Linked DNA regions of Anser cygnoides: region 2 is linked to region 1. Evidence: chromatin contacts called from public Hi-C data. All regions are on one chromosome and are shown on one strand. Each heading gives the region's core, a stretch centred on a gene start, on an enhancer-like site or on the middle of the called end of the contact. The rest is flanking DNA. Distances are from core to core; before and after follow the strand shown.

Evidence for each region. Hi-C and Micro-C count contacts between places; a contact is called where the count stands out from the background.
Region 2: a contact with region 1 is called in a Hi-C map of granulosa cells, with 2.4 times the contacts expected there. The contact joins two enhancer-like sites. A contact is called at or near these places in 3 of 7 Hi-C or Micro-C datasets (granulosa cells and liver).

Annotation. Positions count from the first base shown.
Region 1 is chr1:9,909,494-9,916,890 of Taihu_goose_T2T_genome, reverse strand. No RefSeq gene overlaps it. Among named protein-coding and RNA genes, the nearest start is that of PCLO, 59 kb to the left of the region's middle. Within about 2 kb of position 4,705, at least 2 of the 3 cell types and tissues checked have open chromatin away from gene starts, as enhancers often do.
Region 2 is chr1:10,221,002-10,228,398 of Taihu_goose_T2T_genome, reverse strand. The region is part of intron 10 of PCLO (piccolo presynaptic cytomatrix protein); the gene reads right to left. Among named protein-coding and RNA genes, the nearest start is that of PCLO, 250 kb to the right of the region's middle. Within about 2 kb of position 3,353, at least 1 of the 3 cell types and tissues checked has open chromatin away from gene starts, as enhancers often do.

The sequences.
Region 1 (7,397 bases), core at 3,456-5,955:
ACACCACACTGAAAGAATCTTTGATGATGTTTCCATCTAGTCTGATATGCCTACAGACATTAAATCTTTCACATCTAATGAGTACAGAAAACTGATTACCTTTTTAACAAAAGACCACAAAACTTCAAAATAATTCAGGTTAGAGTGGACCTTTGGATGTCATATCTCCAAGTACCCACATAAGACACCACCGACTTCAGTCAGATGTTATCCCCTGCTTTGTCCACTTGAGTTTTGAGTACCTCCATGGATGAAAATTCCAAAAATCTTGTTAGAAAAATTGTTCACATCTTTCTGGTATGTGTATCTACTTTAACTTTTGATTGTTGCCTCTTGTCCTCCCATGCCCCCCCAGTACTTCATGAGGCCGAACAAATCTAGCTCTTTGTGCATTTGCTCACACACCCTATGCTCCACACCCATGGAAACAGTGATGGTATTCTCCTGGACTTCCTCATGTTTATTGACATCTTTCTTACAGTAAGAAGCCCAAAACAGGACATAATATTATAGTTACGATCTCACAAGTACCAAACTAGAAAGCACTGACCACTTCAAACTGCTGACTCTACCCTTAGTAAAGCATCCCTGTAGCTAGTTAGTTACAGACCAGACTTGGAATGTATTTTATTCCATTTCCTGTGTATATCTATATCCTCTGAAAAGTCAGAATTAGCATGTTTTTTGACAAATTTTATTTTATCCCTACAGTGCTGACAGAACTTTGTTTATTGAACATTCCTATATTCCACAGGCAGACTTTTTTTATTCCTAACATCCCTGTATCTATTCATCCCACTTCTTTGGGAGCTGTTTTTCAATGTTGTTTTTTTTTTTTCCCTTCTTATGAAGAATAGAGATTTCACGTAAATTTACCTTTGAATTCAAAGCCTTTTCCATACTGAAACCTGTACCTACTAAGTCAGGGTAACTTAGTAAATCATTCACATACTTCATCAAAATTTTCTCTTTTTAAACTATGAAACTTAAAGATCTACTTTTCTGGATTGTGTTAGCCAATAGCCCATAGTCTGCCACATGCTAAAGGTTACAAACTCATTTTAATAACAGACTTGTTGCTTTTTTATTCAAGCAATATAGCAAATTGTATATCTCTGATAAATTGCTAGCCAAAATACCAAGTTTCACGTTAAAGTAGACTGCTAAGGGATATATATCTAGTTAACTTCTGAATATTACCAATGGTGGAGATCCCCTAAGCTTGCTAGGAAACCTGCTCCAACTAAAAGGCAGAAATAAAACTTTCAAGTAAAGCCTGATCTGGTGGTAGAAATCATTATAATTCCCTCAGTGATGATTATGCTATGCTCATTTGCAGGAACAGAGGATTTAAACCTTTACGTTTATACTTGACATACTACTGTACCCTGTGAAAGTCTGGTTCTGTAGCCTTGCAGCCATAAATTAGATCTTATTTCTTCCAGCTGAAGAAAAAATTTATATTTTGGACTTAACTGAGAAGAAAATTTAAACAAACAAACAAACAAACAAACAAACAAACAACACTGTTGTGCTTTAACCCAGCAGGCAGCTAAGTACCATGCAGGCACTTGCTCCTTCTCCCCAGTTGGGACGAGGAAGAGAACTAAATAGGTAAAAGTGTGAGAACTCATGGACTGTGATAAGGACCCCCCTTCCTTCTTCTTCACCCCAGCTTTTGTTGCTGAGCATGATGCCATTGATTGATATAGCTGATACATTAAAATAGGGGCATGTATAATTTAAGTGAATATTGAGAAGCCATCCCAGACTTAGAGCAGGCAACTTTGATTTTACCTGAAGCTTTCCTATTTCAATACATCAAATAGCATTCAGTTCTCTTCCACATAAGTTCAGTGGTAGGAACAGAATACTTGGTTATCTCTCTGGCGTTGCGACAATCTCCCTCCTTGTGTGGATCTGCATGATTAAACTGTCATATTTAGAAAAGGTTATTAGCATTATGAACATCTCAGAGGGAAAGGCTCTCTCAAATTTACTATCAGTCAGAGAATACTTTCTAAGGTTGGATTGACATCTATTATATGTAAGAATAGCCATGTCCTATTATTGCCAAGGACAATCAGACTATGCTACAGATTTCAAACTGAACTCTGAGAGGAAAACTTCTGCAAGCCACCAGCAACATCTTGTCATAAACAGCAATAAGTAACAAGGAACATGTGGTGATAAGGAGCATGAGTGAGGAAAATGGGGGATCATTTGTACTGTCTGCCTCCTAGTTGCTTTGGATTGATGGAAACACACGGTCTTACGTGAGATTTCATAGCTGACAGCTCTGAGAGAAAATTAATTATTTTAGCCATAAATGGAGCAAAATGGCAAGTGAAGGAGATGGACTGGTTGGTTCACAGTTTGGTAGAGAAGGCTGGGGTGGGATCTTATTCCTGTTTTCAGCTACCTAGTGGAAGCTTATCAAACTATTTTCAGAAGTAAACCACAAAATGACAAGGGATAGGGGATGCAAGGTGAAACAAAGAAAATTCTGTTTAGAATCAGAAATGAAAGATTCTTTACAATGGAAGGGGTCAAACCTTGGAGCCCTTTGGTTTCATTAGTTTATTTGTTCTTAGGTGAGGGAGATAACTATAGAAACAGTATCAGTCTTTGAGAAGACAAATCTATACATACGCAAGTCTTTATTGCCTTACTACAGGCCCACCTGTAATGGAGAGTAAAGGCGTATTTGTGACAAGCTTGGTAATCATTCAGCAAAGGAAAAGTATCACCGTTACTTAAACCAGAGCAGCACTGTGGTTTGGAAACCCCAGGGAGATGCAGTCATAGAAAGCTGGTAGGCCTGGCCACTGTGTGTAAAATCAACCTTAAATTATTCAAAAGGAAGTATGTGCACTTTAAGAATGGAAATAACAAAATGGAATTGTGCAGGAATGCAATCCCAAAGTTTTACAGAGAAACGGTAACTCTGGTTGGAAGCAACCTGGAAAATGCAAACTAAGGATCCAGTTCCTTCTACCTAAGCACAAGATCAGCATATATCACCCGTCCCCACGAGCTGACATTCAAAACATAAGCTTGTTCTGAACAGTGTGCTTGTGTGGAGCAGCTTCAGCTACAGACTGCTATTTGTGAAGTGCCTGAATGCCAAGGAGTTAAGGACCTGAAGAAATACAGAGCATTAACATTTCAGCAGTTATGCATTTTCCTGCAGCAAGTAATTGTATTATTCTTTTAGCCTGTTAAGAAACAGAAACACACATCTGTTTAAAAATACATCTCATATTGTATAATTAAGAAAGTAAAACAGAGCATTTGCAGTGTTTTATACAGGCCCTTCAGGTTTAGTGAGCAGTACCAGGGCTGACAGTACAGCATCTCTTTAAGGCATTACTTACACTCATACTTTTCATAAGCTGTGGAAACGTGTCCAAAAATGCTGTGAAAAGTTTTTTTTTTTTTTTTTCTTTCTTCCCCTTACTAGATAAACACTGAAGGATCTGAGTAGCCTAAGTCTGATATTTACCAGAATTCAGCAGAAAAAAACAGGTCTCCAGCCCTCTGACTGAGTTGCTGCCTCCTCCTTATGGCTGCTGAATGTGTTCAGGGAGCTGGAGGGGGCAATGAGGCCCTGGCACTGCCAGAGCCTCGGAAGTGGGGCACTGGTGCTGCTGGTTGCACTGGGCAGAAGCTGCAGGGTAACGGTGGAGGGGCTGAGGCATGCCCTGAGGAGAGGGAGGCCATCACCTGCCTGGGGCCTGTCCCAGCCGGTCCCAGCCAGTTTTGAAACCACTGTGAAACTTGTTGTAAAGATAGGAGGGTAGGGGGAGTGCATGGAGCCTCTGCTGAGGGAGAGGGAGGGAAATGGCCAGGGCCAGTGCTGGGGCTGGGGCCAGGGCCTCTCTGAGTGACTGTTGCCTATGGGCGGCCATGCTGGGGCAGGGCAGGGACGATAAGGAACCATGCAGCCTCCAAATCAGTGAGAAAGGAAGAGCAACAGAAAGAAACCGTGGCATGTACACCTCCAGCCTCCTGTGGTGCTAGTCTCATCACTGTAGGAAAAGGAACAGATTGATGGTGAAATGCACCAAAAATAAATGAAGCTGTGTCTGGAAATGGAAGGGGGAAGGAAAGGTGTTTGGCTTATGTTTGACCTGGCTTGGGAAAGTGTTTATTCAACTGGTCGTTTTTTTTTTTTTTTGTTTGTTTGTTTGTTTTTCCAGCTTTCAATACCTAAATAATCAGAAGTTTATTTGAACTGACAATAAAGTGAGTTAAAAAAATAACAGTTCAGCCTGTGACATTGCTGTGACACTTTTCACCTTCCCTGCCCCGGGGTGCAGTCTGCAGTTCTTCAAAAACCTCTTTGCAGACAGATCAGCTACAGGCACCAGTGGGGTAGAAGGGGGAAGCAGGAGATTGCGGAAAAGCTGACGCAGGGATGGCAGTACTGTTGTAAAGGCGATGTCTGTGTTGGTAGGTGATGTATCAACAGCAACCTATTTATTATCCATTGCAAAATCTGCTTTCAGATGACTGGGGTGATCTGAAAAAGCCACGCTGCGCCTCTTCCAGGTAGAAATGAGTTTTTTTTTTTTTTTTTTTTTTTTTTTTTTTTTTTTTTCCAAAGCTCTTTTGCCCACCATTTTAAAGCCAGCTGCTGAGATGCTGAAGAAGCAGAGCTGCTCCAGCTCTTCCTGCAGGACCCAGTGCTTCCCGCCTGCGCTTAGCACCATCTAGCGAGCCCGAGGGGAACCGCCCGGCCCTGCCGGCCTCCGAGCTGCCCCTCGCGAGCCTACCTTCTCCGTCGGCATGAAGCTGGTAAAAGGAGAGCACTAAAAATAACACTCAGTCCTCTTCAGCCCGCAGAAACATTTGGGGAGCTCTGCCACTTCCCCTGAAGCTTGAGTTTAGCAGGAAGACCTGTGCAGGGCTTTCCTTGTCAATCATAAGCTCTTATCCAGGATAAGGAGCAGGGCATATGTGTTATTACAGCACTGTTGCTATTGAGATGTTACTTGGATGTTGCAAAAAATCATGTCTTAACTCTACATGAGCTAGCTTGAGTGGTTATCCTGGTTCTCCTTTCATTAATGCTAATTATAGCGGTGATTAATTAGAGAAAATATTTAATCTGTTATTATTATAACCTATTTTTAGAAATTAATGTATATTCTTCTCACCAATCAAGATGAAAAGTAGGTTGTAAGGTACTTCAATTATCTAGCCTTTCCCTGGGAAATATGAATTTGTTTGGCTCTTAGTGGTTACAAAGAGCAGTCAGAAAATACTATATCATTATTGTAATAATTGTCAGCACAATTACAATACACTTCAAACTACAGCAGTTTATGAAGTTAGGTACATATGAGCCACATTTCCCTGGGTTATAAACAGATGTAGAAAAAAGCTTCATATTCAGTCAGCTTCAGACCAGAAAACAACTTTCAAATCTTTCAGCTCTTAACTCTGGCCTTCTAATAATCTTCCAATAAAAGTCAGAGTTAAGAAGAGGAAGGGTAAAAATTGGTAGATTGATGCAAAGACAATGTGATATTTGTTTCATGAGATCCATTAACTGGAGGCTAATCAGAGGAAGGTTATTTGTGATACTAGGGGTCTTACTACAATTCTGTGTTGATTTCTGCCGATATACTTGTTGGGAATATATTTCCATCTTGTTCTGTGTTCTATTTCCTTCTGCTCTCTTTGCAACATTCTGTAAGCAGTGTTAATTATGGAGACCTAAGGGGCACCTGGATTTTTGCACGAATAATTTTACTTCTTTGAAAATGAAATGAAAAATGCAAAAATAAATAAACAAAATAAAATACATAATATAAAATAAAATAAAAAATAGAATAAAATCAGCAAAGCAATTTCCAGTCTCTAATTCTGCACTAATTGACATTGACGCAATATTCACACACACATATATATACACACAATATATACACACAAATTCTTTCCAGTGCTCCTTAAAGTCAGATCTCTGGAGAACAAAACACAAAAGTCTGTACAGGTGTTTTATGTTATACCATCTCAGGTATTTGAGCAGAATTTCTACATATTTTCAATTTAGGAAGAAAAAAAAACAACCAACAAACAAACAAAAAACTTGATTTATATTCTGCTTCTAAAACTTCTGCTTCTAGGAGCTAACAATCTTCATATTTGTATGTTATCATATTTGTACATTAGAATAATTGACATTTTCTTGATAGATGAGCAATTCTTTTAGAAAAGCCCTACAGAGGCTGTATTTAATCTCAAGTCCTAACCAAGTACCAGCATATGTGTTTTAAGAAACAGTTTGAAAATGAACACAGTATAGTAACAAACTAGAAATGGTTCAATACAACAATATTTCAAAGGTTTGCCTCAGGTTTCACATTTGTGTTTTCAAGAAATAAAGTTGCTGGAGTGCATCTTTATGAGTCATTTTGTAGATAGTTGAGCATAGTGAATTTGATGCTTATGAAAGCAGGAGACTTAGTGCTATCAAAGGCACAGAGCACGATCACTGAATAATCTTCCTCAGTGAGCTCGCCTTCCCATTCCCTTTCAGTGACTGAAGAAGAAAAACTCCTGTACCGTTCTGTTGGCTTTTCATTTTGTATTTATGTTTGGCTACATTCAAAAATGATTTTGCTCTCTTTTCATATTCATTCTTATGAGCAATATTGATTCATAAGGATGGCTATTGAACAGACATTTTGAGAATGTAACAATGATTCATTTAACTAAGGAAAATAAGCTCAATTTGTGATGATGTTAATATCAGGTTGAAACAGTTAGTTTTCCTTCTAGCTGGGTTTATGCATGTACTGTGCTTGTAATACCAGTCTGTCTTAGTTCTTTCATTCAGGGAATCAGTGGTGGAACAAAAATAAATAAATAAATAAATAAATAAATAAATAGTATTCAATACAAAGAGATCAGTAATAATCTATAGGTAAAAACTGATAATATGGTAAGCAAATCTCAGTGATACGACATTCATGAAGTTTCTACTGTTTGCTAAGAGAAAATAAGGCAAATTTCAAGAAATCAAATTCAGTTTCTTATATTTGTGGACTTTCTCTTTAATTGCTTAACGTAGACTGGTGACATAAATTTAGGTAAAGAAAAAAGGAAAACTTGTCCCCAAAGAAATCAACTGAAGCATGTAATAGATTCAGGGAAGACAAGGTTTAATTTAAAATCTACCAGACAAAATTTTATCTAAGTGATATATTAGAATTTGAACTAATTCTTTTATGCAGGTATCATTCTGACAGTTTTCCCTTATGAATGACAGTGTTTCCCCTGGTGGGAAATGTTAATGGCTGCCACCAGACCTGTCCCTCATGATGTTCCCTCTACACACACACACAAACAAACAAACAAAAAAAGGAGCAAATTGGGTATTAAAATAA
Region 2 (7,397 bases), core at 2,104-4,603, 310 kb before region 1:
AAATTACATAGGTAGTTGGATAAAACTCACTTTAGATCAAAGAGCAGTATTATTAAATCAAATAATTTATATATTTCAGTAGGATTATTCTCAGCATTCATAAGTACACATAGAACTGCAGACTCAGTATTTTTGTGCATTATTAGCGACCTTTATCATCAAAAATACAAAACATTTTCTCTGTATTTCCTTAATATTAGGAATCAGCCACTTTTTTTCACATCTTTTCCAGGTCAGATTGTATTATTCAAACTTCTCATGCCTAGTGATACCAATTTGCCTCCACACCACATATATCACTTCATGCTAAACCAAACTTTAAGTTATAGTCATATATCATGCTTTTAGTTTAGTAACTGGGAGAGAGTCATTTCCTCACTCCCACTTTGAGAAAATCTACACCCTGCTCTGAGATTTCATTAATAGAAAGTTCAGCTGAAATGAGCATCACAGTCCTACAACTGGCTGGAGTGATTTACAGTTTCACTGGAAAAAATTTTAAAGAAATTTAACATGAAACTGTAAAAAGTGTAGTGTGGGGGGTATGTGTGGTACATCTCTCATTGCCATTTGTTATGTTAATGTTGCAAAAAGGAGAGAATAGTGACCAATCTTTTTTTCACATAATCAGTGTTGTGAAACATGGCAGCCAAACTAAAAGTATAATAATGTTTTTAAAAATATATTATTGTATCAATACAAAACATTTCTGTAGTAATGCAAAAACAGACAGGAAATTTTGCTATGGAACAGCTTAAAACCAGAATTCACAGTGGAAATGTTTTCATCTGTCAAATTCAGGTGATTACCTACTTACTGGGAATGACGTTATAACATACTTTATAGCTATAAATCATGAAGAGATGTGTCTTTGAGAAAGCTACAGCCATAATCAGCAAGAAAAATAACAGCTCACTGTTTTATCTAGAACACCCTTCCAGTGAACATTTTAATGTATTTGTTCCCCTGTTCAGACTTAAACATTTCTAATATTATATGGCATTCCGTTTCAGGGGAATTATTAAACTCAGCCTACAACTGCGCAGTTTGGTACAAATGGCAATGTAGTTCAGATCAACTATAATTCATCTAAGACATATCAGTTGGCGATGTTTTGTTTATTTTCATGCAAGAACCTTGTTTACTGAAGGCAATGATGTTATGACATTTCATATGGAAAGTAGACATGTAACCTGTTCATGATTTTCCCCAGCACATAATTTAATGTACATGTATTATCTGTTATGATGAGTGAAAGCAATGAAATAAACTGCAGGAAAATTTGCATGGATTTACTGGAAAATATGCAAGAATTTGGGCTTAAGCAACATTATTAGAATGCCTTTGAATCTTTTTGTATATTCGTACTTTTAATGAAAACTACATTAGCTTTCAGACTTTCAAAAGCTATCCTTACATGGAGAAATGTATTCAAAAATGGCTAGACTTGAAATTAATATTGTTATAAATAATCAGTAATGAATGTTAAATTCTGCACTAGTATTTTTAAATGGGGATTCAAAGACTTTCATGATATTTGCCAAGAACCTGACTCCCACATTTTCTTTTGTATCTGCACATTAAATACCAAGTACAACAGGAAGCCTTCTCACAGGAACAGGACATAGGGGTTATCAGCAAGCTGACACTCAGAAAAGAACAAGTCGCCATTTTACTATTTTGTTTTTATTATTTGTTTTTATTTATTATATGTGTATTTTATTAAGACCAAAAGGGAATTCTACATATTACACTATTTATAAAGCCTTCATAATAACCACTAGCATAACGATCCACATTTCATCTTTCTTTCCCATTCTCTGTTATTGAAGCACTTGATCATATGCACACATCACAATGAATTTAAAGAGGGTGCTCCTTCCCTGGGAAATTTACAGCTGAGGGTCTAGATATTAAAATTTTATATCTTGGGTTGAACTGACCAGAGGGGATTTGGTAACACAGTAAAATTTTTAAAAAATATGCATAAACAAAGAGGGGACTAATTTTAATTGAAAACTATAATTGAAGGTTATAAATGAAGGTTTTAAAAATCATTTTCAATGGAACAAAAATAAAGGCAAAGAAGTAGAACTTTACCAGAAAGTGCCTTAACTATCATGCTAAATAATAGGGTTAATGGGATGGAAAACAGACTATCTGCAAAATGGAAAGCAAGATCCAGTACAAAATAAAATGGATCCACTTGCCCATTTTAAATAGAATTTAATAGTTACCAGCTCCATTTCAAGCTCAGCTCTCATTAGAAGCAGAGTATCTGAGCAGCTGAATGTCAGCTGAGCTGAGAAAGGCCCAGAATCAAGGTTTCCTAGTCCCTTGGCAGGTAGTGAAATTGCCTTTTCAATAAAAGGAGCCAAATCATCTTGATTTGTATGTGATGACTAGGAAATATTCTTAAAATCTACATGTTTCAAATACAATGTGAAACACTCCACATACACTGTGTCCTCTCAGAGACTTAAGCAGAGCTTAGACCCAGTGAAATTAGTTGTTGCCCACATATGGCAAACAACAAGATCGTCAGTCTGAAATCTCTTTGTCTCAAGATTTTTTACCTTTTATATTCTAGTTTGTTTCTGCTCTTACACCTAGGACTTGCTGACCTAAAGATACTCACTCTACCATGTATTGTGTGTGAAATCCAACCTCCAATATCAAAAGCAAATGGCTATTACCACAAGATTATTACTTTCTTATTGAGTTGGATGTAATTCTGAAGCTCTATATTTTGTAATCACACAGTGTTATTACTGTAGCCCCACAACCACCCAAATACAGAGACTAATTACATTTTTCCAAAAATGATGAGATTTAAGTACCTGACAAAAACATTCTGAAAAGTTGCCTGGAACATATTGATGGATCTACAATGTAATTTCAGAAATTTTCAACTGCAGCATAAAGCCCAGATATCTTAATAGAATTATGCTTGCTGCTGTATTTATAAATGTAGCATACAGATTTTTATTAATTTCAGATCTGACGCATACTCCCATTACAAACCACTAGAAATAGTACAGATTTCAATGAGTTTTGGATCAAATATTTTACAGTCTGCATAGGAAAATGGCAGAGTTTACTATTTTGCTGGGGAAAAAAAGTATTTGGACATCTTTTTGCAACAAATATGATTGGAATGAGAAACTTCAAAATTGGAAATGGTTTGTTATCAGGTACTTGCACCAAGGTTTAAATGAAATCCAGAAATCCTTTTTTACTAAAATCCTTTTTTTCTAATATTTTTTAAACTTTTTTGTTGTAATGTGATAAGGCTGCCCACTGTTTTTTCCACTGTGTTCTGAGGAATAGGGATTCATGTACATTCTTTGGAAGGAATGTGGACTATTTCCAAGAAGTGACTGGATTTTCTCCCTAACATGGACTATCTATCAAGGTCCTGATAATAACCAGCTATCAAAAACGGTGTGCCTGATAACTCTAATATGCTAGCTCCGTAGCTCTATGTGAGTACTTTACAACAGATAGAAGTACTTTCTAATATGATCTTAGTGGAATGTTAGTTATACCTCTAATGGCCTTTGCAACAGTAATCTTCCATAATTTTTGTTACAAACCATCTGACGAATACCTGTAGCCTGACCTTTATCTTTGTTCTCCTCTTCATTACCCCTGGACTGTTTAGTCACTGTGTCTGAGGCTACTGTCTGCTTGAAGCAACCAGGTTATTTTTCTTATCTCTATAAATCAGACTTAACTATTTAAGACTAAACAGAAACTCCGTAAAGAGATATTATGATGAAATTTATTTGTTTTTAAGAACACAATTTCTTGGAGCAATTTTTATGACAGGGCTTTTCCAGCAACATTGATTTTCAGCAACAATTAGTTGTTCAAGACATTTTCAGACTCTTGAACACAGAGAAAGTATGATCTATACTAGTTTAACAGGGCTAAAAGCAGGAGTTGAAAATCTGTAACTCTTCTAATGCAAGAGGCCAGGTCTTTACTGGTCCTAATATATATAAATGCAATGATTTCTTCTCGTAGCTTTAAAAACGTTATGAGTGCCCAGTAAGTTTTTTATATTTTTTATATTTTGCTTTAGATTTTAGATTGGTTTTAGATCATGAAAGTTCAGTCTATACAAGAACTAGCCATTCAATTACTTCCTTGATGCAAGTTATTATCTAATAGCTATATTCAGTGTTGATTTTTACTGCAGGGAAGTTAAATACAGAGCAATTATAGATCTGGTCAGAGACTTTACAAACTCATATTATCTGCTTTAGCTTATTAAAACAAGTAGTCTAGGTATACAATATGTTTTCTTGCAAAATTCCAGTTGTATCAGTCTGACACTGTAAAATTAAACTAAAACTCCATAAACTAGATGACTTATATTGGGAGGCATGGAAAAATATTATTTTTCTAAGTGTGTTTCTACTGTCTTAAGTAAATAAATTCAGTAAATAAATCTGTGGACAGTGATCAGGATCATAAACTAGCACTCACAGATTTCTATGTCAAACATTCATACTACAAGGCTTTGCCCCCTCCCCCATACAGCAGTAAGCCCTGCACAGGTGCTGAAACAATTCTCATTCTTTCTTTCTGATTATTCTTATTGTGTTTTCCTTCTTATATCTCAGCAAATGGCCAAATGAAACTGTCACTACACCTGCCTTCCTACCTTATTAAGAATAGAATTGAGGGCATTGTCAGTGGGACTGCAAATAAAATGGCTAAACCAGAGGGAGAAGGAATTCTTCCTTGCTTCATTCTAACAGATGTAAAGCTAACTGCAATGTCTAAACGATGTACTTAGTTGAGGTGTCCTTTCAACCAAAGTATTGTTTAAAATAGACATTGACTTTATAAACAATTAATTTATAAATAATTTTCTTATAAGCTGAATGCCCACAGCCACACCTAAGAAGAAGAACGTTGCACATTAATTATTTATTACTTATTTGCAAGAAGTACAAGGCAGAATGTGATACATCAACAAGAGGAACACAACTTTGCAAATAAAGGTTGACAGCTGATAGCTGATTGTGGGCAGTTAGGGGGTTTGTTTAGATTAAGTCCTTTCTGAAGAGCTTTAGGGAAAAACTTTCAACCTAGCTATGGCATTGCCAGTTATTTTGTGCACACCTTCTTTGATAAAGTCAATCACTGCTTGGACAAATAAACCTGAGCCTGTAGGGCAGATGATAAGTAGAGAGCAAGCTCTCTTCTCTTCTAACCTCACAGAATAAGCATTGACAGCACAATACATCACTAGGACTAACTAGAAGTTAATTCTCTGTTTCCTCCAGTGCAGTTTTAAATTAAAGCAGTCAAAAATGGGAGGGTAGGACAGGAGGACTGTTTCTGTTCATTTAAGACAATTCAAAGTTTTCTGAGAATTTTTCCTTCCCTTCTTGTGTTCCTTTTAATTTCTTCTGATCGTCTTCCAGCTTCATCATGTTATCTACTTTCTGCCAGGAGTGTAATTATCAGAGGGACACAAAGAGACCCCTGGTGAGGCCACTCCTGGAGTATTGTTTCCAGTTCTGGGCTCCCCAGTGCAAGAGGGACATAGAACTACTGGAGCAAGTCCAGAGGAGGGCTACTAAAATGATTAGAGGACTGGAGCACCCGTTGTATGAGGACAGGCTGAAAGAACTGGGCCTGTTTAGCCTGGAAAAGAGAAGACTGAGGGGAGATCTCATCAATGTATATAAATATCTGAAGGGAGGGTGTCAAGAGGATGGAACCAGACTCTTTTCAGTTGTGTCCAGTGACAGGACGAGAGGCAATGGGCACAAACTGAAGCACAGGAAGTTCCAGCTCAATATGAGGGGGCACTTCTTTACTGTGAGGGTGACAGCACTGGGACAGGTTGCCCAGAGAGGTTGTGCAGTCTTTTTCTCTGGATATATTCAAAACCTGCCTGGATGCCATCCTGCACAACGTGCTTTGGATGATCCTGCTTGGCAGGGGGGTTCGACTAGATGATCTTCAGAGATCCCTTCCAACCTCAACCATTCTGTGATTCTGTGATGCTGGCTCTTCCCTAGCTTCATGGGGACTGGGAATTCTCTTTTCAATGTGATGCACTGATTAATGTTTCTAATTTTAGCTGGCTAAACAGCAAGTAGCACTCACTACAGTCTCTTAAAACTCATGAAGAATCTGCTGCCTCTCTTCCCACTGATGAATGACCAAGATCAGTCAGTGTTACACTTGAGCTGATCTATAACTCAGGAGTAAGAGTGAAGTGTGGCAAAAGGAGTGGGGAAAGAACTTACTGCTTCTGTTCTGGTTTTCCAACTATTTAGGTGACCATGGCCATTCCAGCCACACTCCATTTTCCAAGCAACATCCCAAGCATGTCTACAATATGACAAGAGAGAGTTTTGATAAGGTGGACAGCCATTATATATGTTATTTCCTTTGTAAAAGACCTTCTGAAAATGGGTCTGGTCTTCTTATTCAACACCTGGTGCTATCCAAACTAGCCCCAAAATGTATCAAACAAGCTGCAGAAAAAACATGCTTAATTCTTTCTTTCTGGTCATTTAATTGACTGTTCAACAATCCAGTTGCACGTCCTGCTATTCTTCCAAGAGGACTTAAACCATGTTTCCAATACCAGTGAATAATATGCTTTAAAATAAGCCTTATGCAAGGCATTAAAAAACAAAGCAAAAGCAAAAACAACAACAACAAAAAAAAAACTGGAAAGATATGATTGAAAAATTATTATCTGACAACACATGAAGGGAACATCCCTGAGGCATGTATTAATGTATTAGATGAAACTGCTTCTGGAAGTTGGCTAATGTGCATTTTTATCTGTGGGGGTAAGAAAGCTACTTGTATTTAAGGATGTTTTTGCCCAGAACCCAGAAAATACTTTGCAGATTAAACAGTGATGCTAACATTCCTATAGCCTCTATACAACATTTCTGATGCCCAGAGACATCTTCATTATAATAGATAATCAAAGTACAGTTAATCATCTCCCTCGGTTAGCCATCTCCTCTCTAGTCTGTTCATTAGCCTTATTAGCATTCCCCCAAGAGGAAGCATTGTAGGTAGCATAAATACTTGAGCTATTTTCCAGTTTATGTATTCTATGTGATCAATGCAGCCTGCATACAGTGCTCTTGTGCAAAAGGGATTGTACGTGCACCGTAAACCTATTGGTTGTCTTTCAGCTTTTGCCTCCTGGCTCCCCTAGACTCAAAGTTGCTACATAAGGGTCTCGTATTTCTGCATCTCTCATATTTCAGTCATATTTCTGAGCAGTCAACTGATTCTTGTAGGTTTTGTAGTAGTAGTAGTTGTTGTTGTAGTAGTAGTTGTAGTAGTGGTAGTAATAGTAGTAGATTTCTACCTAACAGCAGTTTCTCTCTCTACCATCCTCT